3 separate regions of the Triticum aestivum genome follow, and all the other regions are linked to region 1. A link is a contact called in public Hi-C data. All regions are on one chromosome and are shown on one strand. Each heading gives the region's core, a stretch centred on a gene start, on an enhancer-like site or on the middle of the called end of the contact. The rest is flanking DNA. Distances are from core to core; before and after follow the strand shown. Region 1 holds the start of LOC123120344 (protein LEAD-SENSITIVE 1). Region 2 holds the start of LOC123120332 (cytochrome c-type biogenesis ccda-like chloroplastic protein 1). Region 3 holds the start of LOC123120330 (PP2A regulatory subunit TAP46).

The links. Hi-C and Micro-C count contacts between places; a contact is called where the count stands out from the background.
Region 2: a Hi-C map of leaf shows a contact between it and region 1, with 3 times the contacts expected there. The contact joins the promoter of LOC123120332 here to the promoter of LOC123120344 in region 1. A contact is called at or near these places in 3 of 5 Hi-C or Micro-C datasets (all in leaf).
Region 3: a contact with region 1 is called in a Hi-C map of leaf, with 4 times the contacts expected there. The contact joins the promoter of LOC123120330 here to the promoter of LOC123120344 in region 1. A contact is called at or near these places in 2 of 5 Hi-C or Micro-C datasets (both in leaf).

What each region holds. Positions count from the first base shown.
Region 1 is chr5D:231,481,594-231,485,036 of IWGSC CS RefSeq v2.1, forward strand. LOC123120344 (protein LEAD-SENSITIVE 1) reads left to right here and starts at 1,509. Exons shown (of 4, transcript XM_044540313.1): 1 at 1,509-1,912; 2 at 2,895-3,443. The coding sequence starts at 1,816.
Region 2 is chr5D:231,175,102-231,178,404 of IWGSC CS RefSeq v2.1, forward strand. LOC123120332 (cytochrome c-type biogenesis ccda-like chloroplastic protein 1) reads left to right here and starts at 1,899. Exons shown (of 12, transcript XM_044540302.1): 1 at 1,899-2,141; 2 at 2,236-2,316; 3 at 2,420-2,475; 4 at 2,822-2,949; 5 at 3,058-3,143; 6 at 3,237-3,268. The coding sequence starts at 2,042.
Region 3 is chr5D:230,996,080-230,999,120 of IWGSC CS RefSeq v2.1, forward strand. It overlaps LOC123120330 (PP2A regulatory subunit TAP46), which reads right to left and starts at 1,280. Exons shown (of 9, transcript XM_044540300.1): 1 at 964-1,280; 2 at 757-879; 3 at 559-645; 4 at 330-434; 5 at 1-6. The coding sequence starts at 1,110.

The DNA of each region.
Region 1 (3,443 bases), core at 259-2,758:
GGCTTTGGGTTCGGTTTAGGAAATGGGGTGTCTTGATCATGACTTGAGCTTGTCCTTTGCCTCCCAACTATACCCTTTTAATAGTGCATGAGCACTACTAGTCAAGAACAAAAAGGAAGGTAAAGTAGCTATCAGTCACAAAGCCCTTCAAGATATGGTAAAATATCAATTTTTTCTCTCCATCATGCCTTGCATAAACCCTAAATATTTAACATGACGTTAATCAAATATGCTAGAATATGAATTTTTTTCGTTCGACAATTCCATTTGACCAATTAAGGTAAATGCTTAGACGTTCTCTCACGAGTAATACCATGTCCTCACATAATGAGTTGAATTCATTTGATAAGTACTCTCCACTACGATTTGAATGAACTCGTTTGATTTGATTTTAAAGCTAATTTTTAATTTTTGTATATTGTAAAGTAGTGTAGAGCCTTATCTTTAGTTTTGAACAAATACGGGTAGCAAAATCTAGTGAAATCATCTATCAACGTCATTAAGTATTTATTTTTCACCTTTTGTCAACACAACATTGATTTTACATAGATCAGAATATATAAGGCCCTTCGCATTGCTCCATGGTGTGCATGTGTTAAGCATGCCACATAAGCAAAAAATAAGTAAAAAATTAACATGGTAAAGCAATTAAGGAGGACAGAGAGCACTTTGATAACCGAGAAGAAACAATGCTAAGCGCGCGAAACACTTAAATAAAGGAAGTTCACTAATGCATGAGCGAATTTAGTTTTTTTGCGAGGTTGGAGAGAATTTAGTTGTTAAATAATTAAACAAAGAAAGCTTAGGTACTCCCTCCGTACTAAAGCTAGTACAAAGTTAAGTTACTTATTTTGGGACGGAGGAAGTACAACAAGTTAAGCATATACACATTGCGGACTTTAGTTGTTAAACACTTCAATGAGTTTAGCATCTCATCTAAGCACTTTTGCATTAGAAGAGACCTGAGCTTCAAGGATGTCAAGTTCATCTTACCCGACGCAAGGTTGCATATATATCACACAACCTTGACATTTAGAGCGCCTTTCCTAAAGTAAAACTCAAGATTAAATGTATTTTAGCAACGTCAGGTTGACAACCAAAATTACTTTTGTAAAAAAAAAATAAACTTATTTTTGGAAAAAAAAAAACTCTGTTCGTAAGGAAACATAAGAGCGTATGAATGAAAAGATGATTGCGCTTAGTCCTGGCCATGAACAACCTGGCCTGAAAAAGCTCAACCCGGCCTGGCCCCGGGCCTGGGCCTAGGTTTTGAGCCCGAACATCGGGCCCGGTCAGGGCCCGCTGTTTTTGCGCTTTACTGAAGAGTCCCGACCCAAGGCCCGCTGACTTTTGTAATGATGGGCTTGGGCCTGAAAAATAGGCCCGATGGCTGGGCCGGGCTGGGCTCAGGCCTGAGTTTTCTACCTCGGGCTTGGTCAAGCCTGGCCCGGCGGATGGCCACGTATAATTTGCGCTAGACAAGGAAACACCAGCAGATCCTAAAAAAAAAAGGAAACACCAGCAGTCCCGACCCGAGAGAGAAAGAGAGTCGTGGTCGTCGCGGTCGCGGGCACGGACGCGGGAGCAACGGCTGCTTTCCTCGTGCCCTTGCTTCCTAACCTAACCAAGCAACCAGCCCTAACCGATTGCCGTCTCCATCCGCGTTCATCCAGCCAGGGCATCCTTTGCCGCTAAGCAAGCGACACCTCGGGGCCGAGGCGACGAGGATGACCGTAATGCTCTAGCCCCGGTGATCTCTGCCGTTTCAGATTGGGGAACTCGATTTCGATTTCGACCCCAGTGCTGGATTCGTCGATGGTGGGGGTGCTGTCGAATCGGGTGGGCCGGGAGGCCCTCGCCGCCGGGGATCACATCTACTCGTGGAGAACCGCCTACATCTACGCCCACCACGGTCGGTAATCCAATCCCCTCATTCTTCAATGCCCCAACCAATCCCCCCTAGCTATCTCTATCAATTGGTTCGTTAATTAGCCGAGGATTAATTAAGCACCCTGCCACCATTAATCTCGCGCCTGGTCCTCCGGGCTCACCTTGAAGACGCCCTGCAACAATAGATGCCCTCATCTCTGAATCAGACTATTAGGCTAAATGGTTTCTTAGGCTTGCCCGCTGGCCCCGATTGAGGAAGATTTTCGTCGAGTGATGAGGAGGGTTGTTCCCAATAACCATGATCTTGCCAGTGTTGCTATTCAGCGGTGGATCGGCTCATTCTTGCTTCGCCGAGTGCGTCTGGGTTCATCAACTGTGGATGCCTATGCTTCAGCGAAGCACGATTGGCCACCTTTCCTTTTACCCAGCAGCACCAGCACCACTGAAGGCATGGTGGATGGGGCGCGGATGCGAATCCGGAAGGGAAACACTTGAGTTTTCGACACCATGGTAATCATGGTCTGGGATCTCCTCTGCTATGTGGGATGTGGCATCAAGGATCCCAGTGAGGCGAGCACTCAGGTCAGGCTGGAGCGAAGGGGTTGGCAAGTTTTATCTTTTATGTGACTCAGATATAGCGGAAGTTGTGCTCGTGATTGTTCAATCTGGACTGTTAAGAATCGACTGCAAGCTTTGGCCATCCCGTACATTTGTAATTTGGCTTTTGACTGCTTTCTATGTAATACAAAGGCCTGCAAAGCTTTTGCCGTTTGTTAGACTAGTGGGCTTTGAATAGCATCTTATAGATTGATATATTCCTTCTCAAGCCGCATTTCGCTCACGCTCGTGCTGCCTATGCTTGCTAGTTTTCGCCATGCATACGCTCCTTACTGCAATACTTGTTCGTGATGTTCTCTTGACTTGTTTGCTTGTACACATGTGCTAATATGTTGTCATAAATAATACTACTGTAGTACTGACTAGTTTGATCTTCCATTTTTCAGGGATATATGCTGGAGATGGAATGGTTATCCATTTTACGAGAGCGGCTGGACATGAAATTGGGACAGGGACATTTTTAGACAAGTTTCTGTTCAGCTCATCGCCGACTACGGCGGATGGCCCTCCTTGTGAGAAATGTGGGCACCTCATCAAGCCTCAGGGCGTCATAATGTCCTGTCTCGATTGCTTCCTGGACGGGGGCAGTCTCTACCTCTTCGACTATGCTGTGTCGCCCCCTTTCTTCCTTGCCAAAGCACGTGGAGGAACCTGCACTATGGCACCCTCTGACGCTGCTCAGCTTGTTGTCCACCGTGCCAAACACCTCCTCAACAATGGCTTTGGCATGTATAGCCTGTTTAAGAACAACTGTGAGGACTTCGCGATATACTGCAAGACGGAGCTGCTTGTCGAGACTGCTTACAGCGTTGGGCGCAGTGGGCAGCTGGCGTCCCTGACGGCTGCATTCAGTGCGGTGGCTTCTTCGCCGCTGCGTTTCCTGACAACTAGTGCTAGTGGTCTGGCAATTGTGACAAGCGGCATGTACTGCGTGG
Region 2 (3,303 bases), core at 649-3,148, 310 kb before region 1:
CACTACCCCAACCTCAACCTTGCGATGGCCAACCCGAAGGGGCCAGACGGGGACGATGTTCTGCCGGATACCTTCTTTTACGCGGTGATGGAGTTCGCCACGCTCACCGAGCAGGACTGCACCTTGGAGTTTTTTAGAGTAAGTTACCAAATTCTACTTAGTATGTCGAGGAAGTATGTAAAAACTTTCAGCCTCAACTATGCTAAGTACTTTGGGTGCCAAAACTAGTTGCCCTTAAAAATACTTATTTTTGTGCTTTCCTCGTGCCTTAAAATTTTCTGCACCCAACTTCATGTATTGTGCGGACTAGCTTTCGACTTTAACCCCCTCGACAACCAACAAGCGAACTGAGGCTGCAACAAAGCAGCGCTTGCGTTGCCAACATAGCCGATATAGCGGAACTAAGGACACGCGATGAAGCAAGGCAACCTGCTTGGCCAAATATACAAGTCAAAAATCATGGCAGAAAAAAGGATAAAATGACTAAACAAGAAAATCGATTAGGCCAGTTTGCCGCAAATTCAAATAAAGGCTGTAACATCCCTCAAGTCTGGCATGGAGGGACAAAATCAAACAACCAGGCAAACCGGACCGGGCGAATTATCGAGCACGATCAAATTAAATAAAGGCATAAAAGCATATAAGATACCCTGACTTGGGGGTAATCAAACTTCATTAATTCACACAATAATGTTTGGATCAAGCTAAACAATAATCTGAACTAAGATAAATGAAAGGAGCTACGCGTAAAAGTGACATAGCAGGGCAATGTTCCAGGGACAGGGCTCGAGGAAGCCCTTCTCCGCGTGTCGGATCCGATATGCTCCACCAGAGAGCACTTTGTCAATGATGTAAGGACCATCCCGTGGTGGCGACAATTTGTCCTTCCCCTTCTTGTCCTAAAACCGACGTAAAACGAGATTTTCGACATTGAATGCCCAACCTCGTACGTCGCGGGCTTGATAGCGGCGAAGCTGCTGCTGGTAGATAGCTGACCTGGCTACGACAATGTCCTGGGCTTCATCTAGGGCGAGGAACTCGTCATCGGAGCCGTGCTTGAACGCGGTAATGGCCTATGCGTCCTTGCAGTCCACGATCTCGTCGGGTCCAATAGTTACATACTGACTCGTTCTTCCCCTGCTTCATGATACACAGGTCGCTGGCATCGGCATGTTGGACGTAAGTACCTCAGAAATTTGCGCTTAACTCGATTTGAAGGTCCTCGCAGCTTCTGATCGATCCAGGAGGCAGAGTGTGAAGCCGATCCTCCCACACAACAAAGTGTGTATTTTCTGTGATCAAGTTGTCGAGACCATGCAACACTTTCTTCTCCATTGCCCATTCCCGAGGCAGGTCTGATGTGACATCCTCTCCTGGTACAAAATCCCTGCTACTTTGCCCTCAGACGACGATGATTTTCTACAGTAATGGGCATCCATGACGTCCGCTACATCCGCTACCATTCAAAAGGACATTACTTATATCATTCTGCTAACGACATGGCTCATTTGAAGGCATCAAAACAGTTGCATTTTCAACAACACACAACCCTTTATCTCGCTCGTGCAAACCATCAAGGATGGGGCTTTATCCTGGGCTAAGGCCGGTGCCAAGGGTGTTAACATGTTAATTTCAGAATAACTTTGTACTCTATATGTTTCTAAATATAAAACGTTTTGATAGTTCAATTTGAACCGCTAAAACGTCTTATATTTAGGAATGGAGGGAGTAGTTGTGTTTGGGGTTGAGCAACATTGTCTTTTGCTTATGTCATGTTTCCTACATCGATTTGTGTATGTAGGATGTTGTATCTTTTTTATTTTGTTGTTCTTTCTATCAATGCAATGATATGCGTATTTGTCAGAAATGTTTTTTCACCGGCGTGAACCAGACACGCAACGCAACACGCTCTATCTCTTCTCTTGTCCACACGCTCACTTTTTGTCTTCGTTACAACAACCATTTTCAGGCTTCAGCACGACGCAGCCGAAAAACACTTCTTCTCCACTCTCCTCTGCTCGATAACCTCCGCCCTCCCGCCATGCTCTCCGTCGCCATGAGCACCCGCCCTGTGGTCTCCCGCCGCCCGCACCTCCCAGCGCGAGCTGCTAACTCCACCCCATCCTCCTCACCTGCTACAGGTGTGTCTCCGCGCTAACCGCGTGTTCGTGCTTCCATTAGCACCCAATCTGCTGTTTTTACGTATAAATAATCCCGTGAGAAAAACATTCGCAGAGACTCGTGGAGCCAGGCCGGGGGCCGAGGTGAGGCGGTCGCTCCTCCGCCCGCGCCCGATCGTGCTGTCATCTGTGGCCGGTACTAACTCGAAGCTTACCTTTTGTGTACTTCTTTTTCATATCTCTTGCTGGCAACGTTTTCGATGAAATGGCTCTGAGAATACTGCTGTTTCTGCGTTCAGTGGGGAGTCTGGTTGCTGCTGGGGCTGCGAATGCTGCCGACCTCGGGGATTCTCTGGTGAGACAACATGGAGGGCCTTCAAATCTGTTTTGTTCTTATCGTTCCTGGATGCCTCCTTGTTCTATAGAAGCTGTTAGTTTTAGGCATTAGCTAAAATCAAACTTTGACTATCAATATCTTCAAAGATATTTGGATTAGTAGTGTAACACGTAGCCAATTTCATAAGCCGTAATCAGCACACCATGCATCAAAATCAGTCTGTACGCTATTGCAAAGTGCTTCCAAACTATCTAGGCTATATCTGTGTTTCTTGTTTCTTGCTTGTTGCATCCCTTGGCAAACCTAGAAGGTAAAATCTTTATCTACATGGAGTGATCCCCCCAAACCTTTTCTTGTTGTTCAGCTAGGATCATCCGGACTTCTCTTGGCTGACTTAAGCATCGGAGATTGGTTTGGAGGTTTATTATTTTCAGCTGGGCAGCAAGCTAATGAGGCTGTTCTGGATCAGTTGTCTGCTCTCAGTTTCACTAGGGTGAGCTTTCTTTCTCTGCAGTTAATGTGCTGTAGACACAGCATCCTCTAATTTTCTGCTCCCTATCCATACCTCTTTTCTTTCTGACCTTTTCCTCTATTCTCCAGCTTGGCAGTAATTTTTGGTGCTGGACTTGTAACTAGTTTGTCTCCCTGTACACTCAGTGTTCTGCCATTGACTCTAGGATATATAGGCAAGTATAGTGGCTATTCTGAAATGATCTCTTTGACCCAGAATTGGTTAGCACTAATGACATTGATATATCACATCTTTTAAAATCTTCCAGGTGCTTTTGGCTCTGGAAAAGATCGAGCTGAGGTAATTTAAGACAACTAAGCATATTCAGGTTTTGC
Region 3 (3,041 bases), core at 30-2,529, 490 kb before region 1:
GGCAACCTAAGCTCGAGAATTAAGGCAACAGAGTAACTTACATGAAATTAACGAACTTAGATAGAGATATAAGTATCCCAAAGTTTGAAGGCTTAGCATGATGGTCGCATCCCAGATTATCATGATTCTCTTACCGAAAAAGGCTTTCGCCCCGCTTTATAAATAAAGCAAACCACCGAGCACAAAGTCAACAAGTTACACACAAACACAACGCCACCGCAGGCAAGGTCCAACAAACACGCACACGAACACTACCCAAGGCTCATGATTCTCTTGTAAAATGGAAATTATTCAGTGAATCCTAAAGATTTTAGGGTGCAGAGGTAAACCTTTTGTGCTCTTCGGTTTGCCCCTGTTTCAGACTGCCCCTGCCTATATAACTGAAGCTCGTCCTCTGGAATAAGCTCCAATGCTTCACATACAGAAATGAACTCCTGTAGACACCAGCAAGGATGATTAGCACATGGTAAATGGGTAATCTAACGATCTGACACCACACAAGGAGGCACGCATGATAAGTGCTCGACAAATCAAGCACAAGTAACGTGACGACCTAACCTTCAAATGGTCCTGCGATGCCTTGAGGACCGGAATCCGGTCCTCCTGCTCCACTTGCTCAGTCATTTCCCCAAGGTAGTACGGCACCTGAAGAAACCAAACACCCTAATCACAGGTCGGACCAGGACCAGCTATAAAACGGAGAGGAAACTCCTCAGATGTGGCGTGAGAGGGAGAGGAGGGGGACGGTGGCCATACGAGCAGGTACTTGAGATTGGCGGTGGAGACGTCTTCCTTGGTCTCGTTGGAGGAGAAGAGGCCGAGCTTGCTGACCATGTCGTCGCAGCGCCGCAGCAGGTCGACCCCCTTCCGGATCCCTTCCTGCCCAAGCAAAACCGATCATGTGAGGAGGAATCGCGCAAACCAACCAAGGGCCGGTGATCCGGAGGAAGGAGCTAAGGGAACCTGGTCGATGGAGGAGCTGGAGGCGAGCGAGTGGAGGTGGGATGCCCTGTCGAAGAGGGCGGGGAGCGGGAGATCGGCGTCGTCCTCCGCCGCGTGGACGCGCAGCTGCGTCTCCATCCTGTTGCTGACGTCCTCCATCTCCCCCATTTTCCAGCGGGCGCCTCGACACGGCAAGAGCGAGGGCAGAGGAGGTGGGGGGAGATCGCCGGGTAAAACCCTAAGGAGGGGCAGCAGGGCAGAGTCGCCGGGAGGGAGAGGGGCGGAAGAAGACGATGGTGGAATGGAAGTGTCGGGTTTGGTCTGGCCTGGCCTGGCCTGGCCGGCCAGGGGAAGACATGTGGCTCGGGGTGGCCAATCTGGCGAGTAGAACCGGGGATGAATGTTCGAGAGAATTACATGTTCGAGGGAAGCAAATGTTTCTTTTTTCGTATACTTTAAGAATTATAAACCCCTTTGTATTAAACAAGGAAAATGATTCAAATCACCTGACTGATAACGACACGTGCTTCCGCCGGTCCCGGGGCCGTCAGATCGAATTTTAATCAGATCGACCGGGAGTAACGTATTACCTAGAATAAACTTTGCAACTGAGTCGTTGTTGCCATCCCCAACCGTAACGAGTGATGTTGCTGAATCTGGATCTGAATCCTCTCGTGAGCAGTTGCGTCCCGTGCTCTCCCGAGCTCGCCGTGAAGCCAACGCCGTCATGTGCTGCTTCGACGCCGCCGCCGCTGCTCGCCGCCGGCAGCACGCCGACAAGGTCGACTCTCCCCGTCTCCGGGGGTCCGCTCGCGACCAGTGGCCATGGCCGCTCGAGCGCGGACATCGGAGCTCCGCTTCGGCGGTCGCCGTCCAACTATGATGCTCCGACCCCATGCTGCATTGCCTCCAACACCACCATCTCCCCTTCCCCAACCAGACTGAGCTCCTGCTCGAGGCCATGACCGCAAGCAATGTGATGCGGGGACTTTCCACAACAAGACATTTGTTGCAAGCAAAAAAGATTTGCAACAAGGGGTCATTTACAAAAATATATTCTGTAACACAATCTTCGTTACAAATATTGTTGCAATAAGACTAGTGTTGCAGAAGGGTTCTCGCAACACGACTTATGTTGCAAAAGTGACGATGACGCTTGACAGGATGATTGCGTTAGATTGGACGCCTCGTAGACCGGCGGATTTTTTGGAAAGATCCGTCGGCCGACGCGTAACACGGCTCAACAAACAAGGTTTAAAAGAGGCACCCTTCTTAAGTAGCAAACCAAATATGCCATTCTTAACGACTCAGTCGGTGTGGTGATGCCGATTCATCTGCCACCAATGGTCCAATTTGATACCAACGGTTGTGATTGAGATTGAGAATCTATCTATTTTGCAAAATGCCCCTGGAATCTATCATGAGTTGTTAAAACTATAAGCCTCCTTTGGTTCATAGAATAAAAATAGTGTAGGAATAGAAAAATTATAGTAAGTGAGATAATACACATATCGATTGTCATTATTTGATGCATAGGACATGAATATTTTCATTGAGTCGGCTAATGCTTTTTCCTTTGAAATGTAAATAATTGATTCTTATCCTACATAGGAATAGAGATCCATTTCTACAAACCAACGGTCTCCAAAGGATTTTTTTTTTCTTAAAATTCTATCCTTTAGAATTCCTACAATATTCCTATGAACCAAAGGAGGTCATATAGTATTTAATCTTGGAAATATAAAGTATGTATGTCACTTTCATCCCTGGGAATGTGTAAGGCCTCCTTTGGTTTGTAGGATATCTAGAAATTCCTTTAAAGCCCTTTGGCTTGTAGGAATAGATTCACATTCATATTGAAGGAAACAAATATTAGCATAGACTTAATAAAAAAAATTATCATATACATCAAATAACTTCTCTTTTCCCTATAGGAATTGAGATATGTCATCTTATTTCCTATGATTTTTCTATTTCTATGATTTTCCTGCCATATGAACCAAAGGAGGTCTAAGTTTCTTGCTAGCTATTTCTATTCTCGGAACTTTTCAAGTTTCTCTGTTTTTACGACAATCAATCTTCTTCTTCTTTTTCTTTTC